2 separate regions of the Salmo salar genome follow, and region 1 is linked to region 2. A link is a contact called in public Hi-C data. All regions are on one chromosome and are shown on one strand. Each heading gives the region's core, a stretch centred on a gene start, on an enhancer-like site or on the middle of the called end of the contact. The rest is flanking DNA. Distances are from core to core; before and after follow the strand shown.

The links. A called contact is a pair of places that touch in the nucleus more often than the background predicts.
Region 1: a Hi-C map of muscle shows a contact between it and region 2, with 5 times the contacts expected there. The contact joins the promoter of LOC106573344 here to the promoter of LOC106573340 in region 2. A contact is called at or near these places in 3 of 3 Hi-C or Micro-C datasets (blood, gill and muscle).

Annotation. Positions count from the first base shown.
Region 1 is chrssa16:19,217,479-19,223,915 of Ssal_v3.1, forward strand. It overlaps LOC106573344 (furin), which reads right to left and starts at 4,675. Exons shown (of 15, transcript XM_014148313.2): 1 at 4,108-4,675.
Region 2 is chrssa16:18,983,201-18,990,143 of Ssal_v3.1, forward strand. LOC106573340 (protein unc-45 homolog A) reads right to left here and starts at 5,405. Exons shown (of 17, transcript XM_014148304.2): 1 at 5,228-5,405; 2 at 2,269-2,461; 3 at 1,973-2,148; 4 at 1,786-1,875; 5 at 1,508-1,675; 6 at 1,226-1,394; 7 at 950-1,120; 8 at 549-720; 9 at 49-349. The coding sequence starts at 5,251.

The DNA.
Region 1 (6,437 bases), core at 3,425-5,924, 230 kb after region 2:
AACATCTCAAGACACCAGTCAGGAAGTTAAAGCTTGGTCGCAAATGGGTCTTCCAAATGGAGAATGACCCCAAGCATACTTCCAAAGTTGTGTAAAAATGGCTTAAGGACAACAAAGTCAAGGTATCGGAGAGGCCAACACAAAGCCCTGACCTCAATCCTATAGAACATGTGTGGGCAGAACTGGAAAAGCGTGTGCGAGCAAGGAGGCCTACAAACCTGACTCAGTTACACCAGCTCTGTCAGGAGGAATAGGCCAAAATGCACCCAACTTATTGTGGGAAGTTTGTGGAAGGCTACCCGTAACATTTGACCCAAGTTAAACAATTTAAAGCCAATACTACCAAATACTAATTGAGTGTATGTAAACTTCTGACCCACTAAGAATGTGATGAAAGAAATAAAAGCTGAATTAAATCATTTTCTCTACTATTATTCTGACATTTCACATTCTTAAAATAAAGTGGTGATACTAACTGACCTAAGACAGGGAAGTTTTACTAGGATTAAATGTCAGTAATTGTGAAAAACTGAGTTTAAATGTATTTCGCTACGGTGTATGTAAACTTCCGACTTCAGCTGTAAATATGCTATCAATAAAACATACACTACAGTCCCTAAAAGCTTAAGAATAGTCCTAAAAACACAAAAACTATATATATGTGTCATGCGAAGTAACGAATGACATTGTGGAATAACAGTTATACAGAATGACAATCGACACTCCGTATGACAAAAAACAGCTTGAACTATTATTTGACCATGCTGGTCATCTATGAACATTTTAACATCTTGGCCATGTTCTTTTATAACCTCCACCCGGCACAGCCAGAAGAGGACTGGCCACCCCTCATAGCCTGGTGCCTCTCTAGGTTCTGGCCTTTCTAGGGAGTTTTTCCTAGCCACCGTGCTTCTACACCTGCATTGCTTGCTGTTTGGGGTTTTAGGCTGGGTTTCTGTACAGCACTTTGTGACATCAGCTGATGTAAGAAGGGCTTTATAAATACATTTGATTGAACTTATTCTACAGGCCCATCCACCTAGGAAAAAACGATGACCTTGATCTACAGCTTTTTAAAGTAATTTCACATCAAATATGACATTTTAAAATAAAAATGCTTTTAAAGAGTTGTATCGTATGACAGGACATTATAGTGTACCAGTGACCAAAAAGGTGAAATAATCAAGATTTTAGGAGAGACTTACTAACCTTTCTGCACTGTGTGGGGGTCTTTCTGATGCAATATCCTGTCATGTGACTATCGCAAAGCATTGTCTGAAATGGCTACTGAATGTCTGTTATACTGAATGACATTTAATGAAATCCCAAGTCTTTTAAAGCATAAAAATGTAATAAAGTTTAGGATCCTCACCATTATTTTTATTTATCAATACAGATAAACTCCTCTGGCATAATTGTGAGGGTATTGGATTTTTGTTATTTTTAAAGAAATCTATGCATATTGATTTTAGTTGTGGACAGTTAATCCTAATGGCATTTTGCTACTTCTGAGCTCTATAGCTCCCTGAATTCCCATTATTCATAATGAATACTCTTATGCCTATAAATAGGGGAAGGTTAAGTCTTATAATGCAGTGTTTGTAAAAATGTATTTTTATAATACTGTAAATATGCTTCGGACACCAAAATGGACACGTCATGTCATTGACCCAGGGCCCTATAAAATCAGGTTCTTTTTTTTCTCTCCAAGTTTTCACTCAAAAATCACACTTTTTTTTGGGGGGGGGGGGCACAAGAATGCTTAAACCACATCAGGAGTCCACTTTTGAGGTCTGGGAACAATCCCCCCCCCAAAAAAAAATGGAGGGTGTACTTGCCCTTTACTTCAATTGCACACCTATCAAGAGATCATTGTGTTGTGTTTGGCTGGTGGTGTTTTTGTACTGTACAATGTAGGCTAAATTTGATGACATAGTTTGCAAAACAAATGCCCCTGCAATTGGTACAAATCATCATGATATCATTCAGCTAGGTAGGCCTACTTTGCAGTCAACATTTGATAAGGAAGGTTTTTTGGGGAAAGCCTTTAGAAATGTTAATTCAAACTGTGCATGACGACTGAGTTGCGCATCGCAGAGATTCAACCAAGCCTTCAGACCAAACCTTTTGAATACCTGGTCTACATACCCATTGCTGTTTGAATAAATCTTGATAATAAAAAATAAGCTAATTGTGAACCAAAAACTAATGTGACCAGCTAAAACAATTTCTATGCCACCCTAGAGCCCAATAAAAATAAATAAAAAGGGTGTAGCACTGCCAAGTCAAAGGGTCGCAAATGCGAGTGTTTTGGTTGCAGTTTTGAGCCCCTGTGTCCTAGCTCTGGCCGACTCATTCTTAGAAAGGCTTATATTCCAGGAGTTTCTACTGAACCGCAGAGGAGTGAAACAGAGCATACCACCACACATCCTCTCTACAGACACACAATGCTCAGGGAGTGTAACAATAATCATCAGAGCAGTGGGACACACACACACACACACCTGGAGGCCTCCACATGGCAGGTAGTGACCTCGGTTCTCATCTTCAGTGTGTGGATCTGTTGTGTAAAGATGAGTCACTGAGGCTGCCGTGACTAGGTATCACTGTCTACTCACTCTCTGAGCTCAGCTCACTTTGTACAGAGGAGCATACTTAAGGAAGAATGCAGCAACTCTTGGAGGACAATAGAAGTGCACTTAAAGTTTTTTGTTTTAAACTCACAAAATAACATTTTTGGAAGTGAACTTTATTTGTCCTTGAAGAGTTGCTGAATTTCCACTTCATTTTCAGTCTGACTCAGCTCATGACTGGCTCTACTAAGGAAAACACAAAGAGAGTAAGTGAATGCTGCCAGCCACTGACAAGCACCAGCCCATAGTACTGCATGGTGCATTAATCCACTGATACAGCCTGGGTCAATGGATTCCTCAGGAGGGTTGTATGTCAGAATGACCATTATATCACCCTGACAGCGACTCTATACCTCCTTAGAACCAATGAACAAAACATCTAGGCCCTCCCTGCAGATCTGTGTCACCTAAATAAAGGCCATTCCCAAGTGAGTGTCATTTCAATAGGATTCAGGTCACTCTAAAAACCGTCCAGTCAATATGTTCAACAGTTACAGCCAGAGTTAGCCAGTCAGAGAAGTGCACAGGTAAACAAAACAACCGCTCCTGAACGTAGAACTAAAAGGCTAAGACATTGCACCTGATAAGAAACCAAAACATCTACTTTAAAAAGTGCAAATCGTGTCATGCAGTGTTAATCCTATTGGAAAACTCTGCATATGTACAGTACAACTCCGCCACACTTCAGTTGTTTTGCATTCTACAGTAATGTAAGACCTTCGTTTTACCCTGCTGAGATTCCTATGGGCATGAATGATCAGATATACAATAGCCCGAGGATGGATTAGCTGGGTCACAGGAAGTTCATTTTTAGAACAAAAACTGACTCTCCTATAAGCTTGTCATACAGGACTGCATTTGTTTCTTTGATACATATCTTCAGACCAGCCATATCATGCCGGCTCACTGTAACTCCTGATCTTATTATCAATGGCGTAGACTACTGAAAATGCCAATAACAAAGGTATAAGGAATTGCAATATTTACGCAAACCAAATCATACAAAAGTGATTTAGGCATTTATATAGAGAAAACAATTAAATGAAGGAACAAATATAAACACACAATCGACTATGTTGAAGGCAAGTAAATGTGTTACTTTAGAAACAAACAAAAAATATATTATTCCAAGATCTTACCACGAGTTCTCTCTTTGAGGAACTGCACTTCAATAAGAAAGCTTCGTAGAGCTGGTTTAATTTCTACAAATAAAACATAACATCAGACAGCTAGCTGGTCCTGTGTAGCTAGAGCACCAATGTTCGCTGAACTCCCGAGTCCTAGGTCCAAATTGTGAAGTGAAGTATTGACAGCGCTGTCAGACACTGGAAGAGAATGCGCTCTTAGGCTACCCTATGCCTCTCATTAATTCGTTCCCTCCCAGCCCACCAAGGCACTACCCACATGGGGATACCTCCAACTCCAACCTCTTTTCTCAAAGAGCAAAACAACACACGTTGGCTATGACATGTACCATTCTGTCGGATGAAAGAACCACGTCATGTCTCTGCTGCCTGGTTGACAGCTCTCTCTCCTCCCGAGGCGTGGCTCGGGAACTCTGTGGAGTTACTCATGTGACATACCCAGACACCAAGTCCCCCGGTGTATCGTGGTACTGCAATATTGTTACACCTCTGTTATCTTTGGTTCGGAGTAAACTTTCCACGTCTTCTCGTTGTCTCTCATAGTGGTCGTTTCAGCTAGCCTCCGTCCGAGTAACGTTAACTAGCTAGCTAGGACTTCCAACACGTTTTTCCCCCCTATGTAACGTTAGGGCATTCAACACAATTCCGTGACATGCATACTGCTCTATGCGAACAAACTATTATATTCAAAGCATGTTGTGAAATTCTAAAAATGTCATAAATTCCTTTATACGAGAAAGTGACATCGTCCACTTGGCTAGGAATCGTGCCGCGTTCAAGTACTAGTTGGAACTAAGAAACTCTGATATTTCCGACTCGCTAACTGGTTGTAGTTAATCACGTGCCACGATCAACGAATTAGTACATGGGATATTTCCAAGTTTCCTAGTTCTGACTACTACATGAACGTTGCATTTACAAGCTACAAATCCCAGGAAGTAAATCCACACGCCCCAGCTCCACGTCATCGTTAGATCACAGAGTTTCTAAACCCAGAGGCGCAACATCGCGAGACTTCCGGGAACGATTGCGAAACAGATCAGTCCGGGGTTTGAGAAGTCAATGAGAGAAGTGAACAATTCTAATTTAGTTGTCAAATTTCTCGAAATCTAAAAAAGCACAACCTCGATTCCACCCAATGACTTAAGTAGTTGAACATGTTATTACTCCAACCTCGTTAAAGTGACAAACTGACCTTATATAGTGGCACATGCGCAGTTCTTCGCGAGGCGAACGTTAGACCCGATGTCAGCCATGACAATTTCAGGGTGCGTTCGTAAATTAATTTCGGATATCTTTTCCTTTCTTTCGTCTGAGTGTGTCAGAGCGCAGAATAACTCATGCATTTATGAATGCGCAACACCCGTAGAATATGACAGGTGTCAGTAAAGGTTGGAAAAAACGGAATTTAACAGGTGCTAGCAGCACAGTTAGTCACTACCGCCCAAGATAACATGAAAACAGCCTAGCTCTGCTTGGGCGAGTAAAATGGTCAGAGTGATGTGTTCTCTCATTTTTGTCAGAAAGTAGCTAGCAAGCTAGCCAATTTAAGCCAGTTAACTTGGGTGCTTGACTGCCGTTGTGAGGGCAGAACGCTCGGATCAACTCCGTCAGAGCGTCCAGTCTGCCCTCTAAACGATTCTGAATTTACGAACAAGAAGGGCCGCACTCCGGCACTCGAGAGGGATTTTACGAACACACCCTTAGTCTATCTTCATAATTTACTGTCTTTGGTTAGATCATACGTGGCGCCACCACATTTGCAAACTGTCTACGAGCGACATCTACAGGATTTATACCGTGCATGCATAAATAATGGCTTCCATGCAATGTTGTATGGTAGAGGGCGCAAAAGAGCGATCCTGTTCATTCTGACTCGCTTGCTAATACACAAACCCAATAACAAGCAGCCAGCCCGCTTCCAATGGCTCTGCTGTTAATACGGTCCAAAATTATCCATCAACCCGGATGTAGAATTTTTAGGATTCTCTTCCCCTCATTTTATTTTACATATGCTACTGTTGTTAACTGCGTCAAAAATAGAATATGTTCTAGACCGGGCTAGACAGTGTCGCGTAAACTGTGACAGCTGACTGCACTGGTAGCCACGCCTACTGAAGAGAGCGAGCTGAATCTTGGCAGCCTACTGTAAGCATAACAAACCTTTGTGTTGATGCTGTAGTCTCCCATTTTGTTATTACTTTAGTTGAGCGCTTCATAGTATGAGTATAACTATTTTAGCCTACTGATTATTTATTAGCTAATTTCGTTAAGCCTGCTAGCATATGCCTATATTAAGGCCTATTAGGCTACATTAGCCAAACTCAGGCTAATGATTGGTTATTTGATTAAATTTTTTTTAAAGAATAATAAATAGGGTTGTTTTTTTTTCCATAGAAAAGATAACTCGGAGGACCTATCATCTGTCAAAGTGGCATCTAAAATGAACTTCCACGGAAGAAAATATAAGCGGGGCAGCAACTGGTCTGACCCAGAGGTGGCAGAACTCCTCCAGCAGTGGTCAAATAAGTCGTTCCAACTAGAACTGGAGAGTGCCCTCAGAAATCAACATGTTTTCAACCGAATAGCGGACGTCCTGCGAGAGAAAGGCATTTAGCTAAAAGTATTATTATATTATTGATCGATTGATTGACTTTTC
Region 2 (6,943 bases), core at 4,155-6,654:
TATAACAATTGTATAGTATTGTTCTATAGCTATTGGCTGAACCCTCACCACTAGCGCTCGAACACGTATCTGGTCGTTCTCACTCTTCTTGTATAGGTCCTTGAGCAGTGCCACGCCATTGGCTGTGATGAACGAGGCCCTCTTGGCCTTGCCTGCAGCGTGGATCAGAGCCTCCACCGCCACCTGCTGGTGACACACGACCTCCGAGGCACACAGAGAGATGACCGCATCCATCATACCCGACATCTCCAGGGTCCTGTTGCCCACGTCGCTGGGTCCTTGCAGAAGCACAGACACCGTCTGAATGGCGCGCAGCTTACTCTCCAGGCCGGGGCGGCCAAAGTGACGCCTGCACAGAACAATATTAGTAAAGGTATCAGAGTAGTTCACACATGCACACACAAGCAGATAGTTTGGATTTGTACCGACAATGAAAATAAAAAGATGTTCACAATTCAATAACCTACAAGACATGACTATGCAACTTGGTGGGAGGCACAACCACAATCAACACAGACTAGAAAATCAAGACAGGACAAAACACTCACTGGACATATTCCTCGCAGAGTTTATTGAAGTTCTCCCTCTCAGCATCACTCTTCAGGTCATCGTAGAGTTTGCTGAGGAGCACAGAGCAGCTCATGTGGGAGTTGTCTGTGAGGGGAGGTCCCTCAGACATCTCAGGGACCGTTCCTGCTACCTCTAGGATCTTCTTTAGCCCTGCACAGGAGAGAACAGAGATATGGTTGATCTAACACCTTGATAGTTCATATTTACATGTACATCAGATTCAAAATACTATACAATACTGTGTGAGCCTCATCTGCATGTCAGAATGGCTGCATCCACCAAAGAGGAAAATTCAACATGCTCCGTCTCTACCATACCCTGGTCTCTACCATACCATGGTCTCTACCATACAGTGTGAGGGAGTTAGTCCAGCTCTTACCCTGGTCTATGACCCACAGTGTGAGGGAGTTGTCTGGGTTCCTCTGGGACTTGCGGGGCACCTGTTTGACCAGGAGGTTGATGGCGCTGTCTCGGCCCGGCCCAGACACACTGCTCGCTGGCATCATCTCCACCAGGTGGCGCAGCATGGACCGCAGCTCACGAGACGGCTCTGTATGGCACACACACACAAATATATTTAAGTCAGTCACCTTTCTTTTCTTTCTCCGTCTTATCGAGAAGCCGCAACCTGTAACCGGAAGACATGTCATCTCACCAGGCAGTATGGCCTCGTCCTTCCCTCTGATCTCCCTCTTCATGCCCTCTGTCAGGGCCTCGAACATCACCTGCAGCAGGTGACAGGCAGCCAGGGACACAGCAGACGCCCCAGAGCCCATCACCCCACACAGCTGCTCCATGCCCAGCTCGTTCACTATGGCCATGGTCTGGAGAAGAAGATGGTGAAGGTGGTCATGGTTGAATGCAATGTCGCTAGAATCTTAATTTAAATAATGTCTAGTGTTTCATATGGAGAAACACAGATATGACCAATACTTACTCTGGACTGATGGCCAGTACACAGGCCAACCAGGGTCCTGAGAGCAGACAGGACCACCTCCTCCTGCTTGGAGCCCAGCAGACTTTGGATCAGCTTCACCCCGTCGTTACGGAAGATCTGCTCGGCTCCCGCCTCCTCACGAGACAGCACCACCAGGTTCTGAGCAGCCTGCCATTGAAAAATAGATCACAAGGTGTAAGGTTCATCAAAGCTGAAAACATGCCAGTGTGTGCTTTTGTGTAGTCAGTGTTTATGTGTGTATGGTGTGGCTGTTTTACCTTCTGTCTGTCCGAGGGCTGTGCTGAGGGGTCCAGGAGGAGAGAGAACATCTGCTGAACGCGAGCGTCTGTGGAGGACATCTGAACTGACTACAAGGGAGAGAAAAATAAATCCTTATTATGGCCTTGGACCTCCTGGGTACATTGTAGAGACTTCATCAGAACTACATAGTCTCTGGTACGTCACCTTTTTCTGGCTCTGTGCTCCCAGCAGTCTGAGCATCTCCTTGAAGGTGTTGTTTGTGGGCTCCATCTGTGCACACCTCTGAGCGTCCAGAAACGCTTCGTTCAGACGACCCAGCTTCTGCAGGGCCTGTGCCCGCCGGAACCTGGCTTTCACGTCACCAGGGTCAACATCAAGAGCTGGAGAGAGAGAGCCTCTACTTAGTCAAATGTAGTATGTAGTATATATATATATATATATATTTTTTTTCCCCCATTGGTGAATGACAACATCGACAGGGTTGTTCTGCACTCTCCCACCTTTGGAGGCATCAGCCTCAGCCTTGGTGTAGTCCTCTAGCTTGAGGTAGCAGGCGGAGCGGTTGCGGTGCAGGACAGCCCTCTCCGCCTGGCTGTCGCTCAATTTGAGAGCCTTGGTGTAAAAGCACAGAGCCCCCTGCATGTCCCCTGCATTGAACAGGGTATTCCCCTCTTCCTTCAGGGCACTTGGGTCCTGGATCAAAGATGTACAGATAGTGGGCACAATACTGTCACGATCTGACAACGAATCATCCAACTTCTCTCCACAATATCATGGTCATATGGGATATGCGGTACCAGTCGTAGCTCTGACAAGCTATCCACCTTCTTCCCATCTAAAGGCACTTTGCCTCAATAAAGAGAGCCTCCCTTCAAGTGGTCCTTTACTTCTTTCATGTTAACAATTTCTGAAACTCCTGTAGTAACTCCCTTCACCCAATGCCGTCCAGCATGCTACTCTCAACTACACGTTTACATACAGTAACAGTCAAAAAGGTTGGACACACCTACTAATTCCAGGGTTTTTCTTTATTTGTACCATTTTCTACATTGTAGAATAATAGTGAAGAAATTAAAAATATGAAATAACACACATGGAATCATGTAGTAACCAACAACAACAAAAAAAGTGTTAAATCAAAATATATTTTATATTTGAGATTCTTCAAAGTACCCACAGCTTGGCATTCTCTCAACCAGCTTCATGAGGTAGTCACCTGGAATGCATTTCAATTAACGGGTGAGCCTTGTTAAAAGTTAATGTGTTATTTATTTCCTTCTTAATGCGTTTGAGCCAATCAGTTGTGTTGTGGCAAAATAGGGGGGTATACAGACGATATCCCTATTTGGTAAAAAGCCAAGTCCATATTATGTCTCGAATAAGCAAAGTGAAATGACAGTCCATCATTACTTTAAGACATGAAGGTCAGTCAATTCAGAAATCCATCATTAAGAACTTTGACAGTTTCTTCAAGTGCAGTTACAAAAACCATCAAGAAATATGATGAAACTGGCTCTCATGAGGACCACCACAGGAAAGGAAGACCCAGAGTTACCTCTTCTGCAGATAAGTTCATAAGAGAGTTACCAGCCTCAGAAATTGCAGCCCAAATAAATGCTTCACACAGTCCAAGTAACATACACATCTCAACATCAACTGTTCAGAGGAGACTGCATGAATCAGGCCTTCATGGTTGAATTGCTGCCAGGAAACCACTACTAAAGGACACCAATAAGAAGAAACTTGTTTTGGCCAAGAAACACGAGCAATGGACATTAGACCTGTGGAAATCTGTCTGATGAGTCCAAATGTGAGATTTTTGGTTCCACCCACGTGTCATTGTGAGACGCAGAGTATGTGAACGGATTATCTCTGCATGTGTGGTTCCCACCGTGAAGCAAGGAGGAGGTGGTGTGATGGTGCTTTGCTGGTGATACTGTCAGTGACTTATTTAGAATTCAAGGTACACTTAACCACCATGGCTACCACAGCATTCTGCAACAATACACCATCCCATCTGGTTTGCGCTTAGTGGGACTATAATTTGTTTGGGAGTGATGGGAGTGCTGCGTCAGATGACCTGGCTTCCACAATCCCCCGACCTCAATCCAACTGAGATGCTAAGTGCTCAGCATTTGTCAGAACTCCAAGACTGTTGGAAAAGCATTTCAGGTGAAGCTGTTTGAGAGAATGTCAAGAGTGTACAAAGCTGTCATCAAGGCAAAGGGTGGCTACTTTGAAGAATCTCAAATATATTTTGATTTGTTTAATCAAAATATTTTTTGACTACTACATGATTCCATGTGTTATTTCATAGTTTTGATGCCTTCACTATTATTTTACAATGTAAAAAATAAAGAAAAAACCTTGAATGAGTAGGTGGTTCCAAACTTTTGACTGGTACTGTACATGGTTAGATGCAAATGTAGAGAAGCCGTACTAGCTAGTGGTGCATGCCCCAGCTCTTGTTCATAATGGTAAGTAAAAATACTGATCAAACATAAAATTGCCAGAATAAGACCAAATGCATACATGTATCATCGTAGTAGCATGTGGTTAAATGTTCAATCTGTGGATGAACCCAAATAGCTAACAGTCAGATTCATCAGGCTGTAATACAATGAATTGGTACATACAGGCTGAAACGAATGACTACAACATCATGTACATTTTCCTTACAAACAAGAATGTTTAATAAAATTACATTTCAACTTACTCTACAGGTTGTCCATGGTGTTTGTCCTTCAGATGGTCGAGACAAAATATCCATAGGAAAGTATTATTTACCCTACTTTTTATTGCGCCGGTAGTGAAGTTGACATTTCAGGGTTAACCATACTTTCCTGTGGATATTTCCTCTCAAATGTCGAGCAGCTGAAGGACAAGCCGCACAGCCAACAGGTAGAGTAAGTTGAAATCTCATTTTATTCAACATTCTGACTTGTTAGGAATATTTACACGATATTGTGTAGTTTCAATCTGTATTACAAATCAATTGTGTATTACAGTCTTATGAATCAGACTAAACAGTAAGCTAACGTTGCCCCATTTTATGTGCTTTAGGTATCGACAATGAGCATTTTTTCGGTTGCTTGTAAATGTTTATTTAGACCTTTTTTTTTAGAAGTACATACCGGCCGTAATGGGAGTAAATTAAGATAGTTGCTCAGCGAAACTCCATATTTTCTGAGTAACGAACGTATTTTGACAACGCTTTCATCTCTCTAGATATGCTGCATTCAAATCAATCGGAACTAGGAAACTCAGATTATTTCCGACTAACAAATGTGTCTGTGTATAACTGCAACCATCAGTAAGTCGGAAATTTCCGAGTTTCCTAGTTCACACCAGTACGTGAACGCGGCATCGGACAACAGCTACTGGGGAAGCTAACGTTAGCTAGCTAAGAAACCCACCGAGCAATAGACTCAAAACTCTCCGCTACTGGCGATCTCTTACCTTTTCCTTCCCGTTTACACTCATGACTTCTTTCTCTGGCCGATAAGCTCTGACTGTAAATGAGACTCTTCTCACTGCAGATTTGTTTCTTTATTTCATTGATTTCTCTGCTTTTACAGGCGCTAGTTTGTGACAGTACTTTCTGAAGTTCTTCCTGTGGGTGCACGATGATGACGATTATGGAGCGGCTCCTCCCTCTACACATGCTCCATGACCAAATAAGGCAGAGAATCTCTATACGCTTTCACACTTGACCGTTTATCTCTTAAGCGCTTTATTTGGTTACATTTTCATTGCAGGTATGTTATGTATTGGACCAGTAGGCCTACTGTCAATGCTTTTTACATAGGGACTGATAAAGTGAGTGCAAAGCATCTGAACAAGGCCTAACGTCAAGATGTGACATTTCATAAAATATTACATTACTATTTATTCCATTTTTAAAAAATGCTATAATATAGGGATATGTAGTTGTCTTTTTCAAATGAAATACAGATCAAAGCCCGGTGCCTTACTAAATCCATTAAGTGATAAAAATAACGGAATCCTGCAGGAAAACTACTTAACAAAAATATAAACGCAACAATTTCAACGATTTTACTGAGTTCTAGTTCATGTAAGGAAACCAGTCAATTGAAATAAATTCATTAGGCCATAATCTATGGATTTCACATGACTGGGCAGGGACGCAGCCATGGGTGGGCCTGGGAGGGCATATGTCCACCCAGTTCAGAGCAAGGCCCACCCACTGGGGAGCCAGGCCCAGCCACTCAGAATTCGTGTTTCCCCACAAAAGGGTTTTTATTACAGACTTCTGTCTGTAGTAAAAATCCTTTTGTGTGGAAAAACAAATTCTGAGTGGCTGGGCCTGGCCGCAAAACCTGACTTTATAGGGGAGGGTCCAGGTGGGCATCTAGCCTCGGTGGCAGCTCCATTTCGGGACGTAGACCCCGCTCCGCTCGCTGATCCCTCCGCTTCCATGGAACCGGACCGCGGACCGTCTCAGGAGGCTCCGGACTGCGGACCGTCTCAGGAGGCTCCGGACTGCGGACCGTCTCAGGAGGCTCCGGACTGCGGACCGTCTCAGGAGGCTCCGGACTGCGGACCGTCGCAGGAGGTTCCGGACTGGGAACTGTTGCCGGAGGCTCCGCGCCATGGATCATCCCTGGAGGCTTCGGGCCATGGATCATCACTGGAGGCTTCGGGCCATGGATCATCACTGGAGGCTTCGGGCCATGGATCATCACTGGAGGCTTCGGGCCATGGATCATCACTGGAGGCTTCGTGCCTTGGATCATCACTGGAGGCTTCGTGCCTTGGATCACCACTGGAGGCTTCGGGCCATGGATCATCACTGGAGGCTCCGGGCCATGGATCATCACTGGAGGCTCCGGGCCATGGATCATCACTGGAGGCTCCGGGCCATGGATCATCACTGGAGGCTCCGGGCCATGGATCATCACTGGAGGCTTCGGGCCATGGATCATCACTAGAGGCTTCGTGCGTGGAGCCAGCACAGGGCGTACCAGGCTGGGGAGACGCACTGGAGACCGGGTGCGTGGAGCAGGCACAGGATATACTGGGCCGTGGAGGCGCACTGGAGTTCTGGAGCGTAGAGCTGGCTCAACCCGTCCTGGTTGGATGCTCACTTTAGCCCGGCAAGTGCGGGGCGCTGGCACAGGACGCACTGGGCTGTGAAGGCGCACTGGCGACACA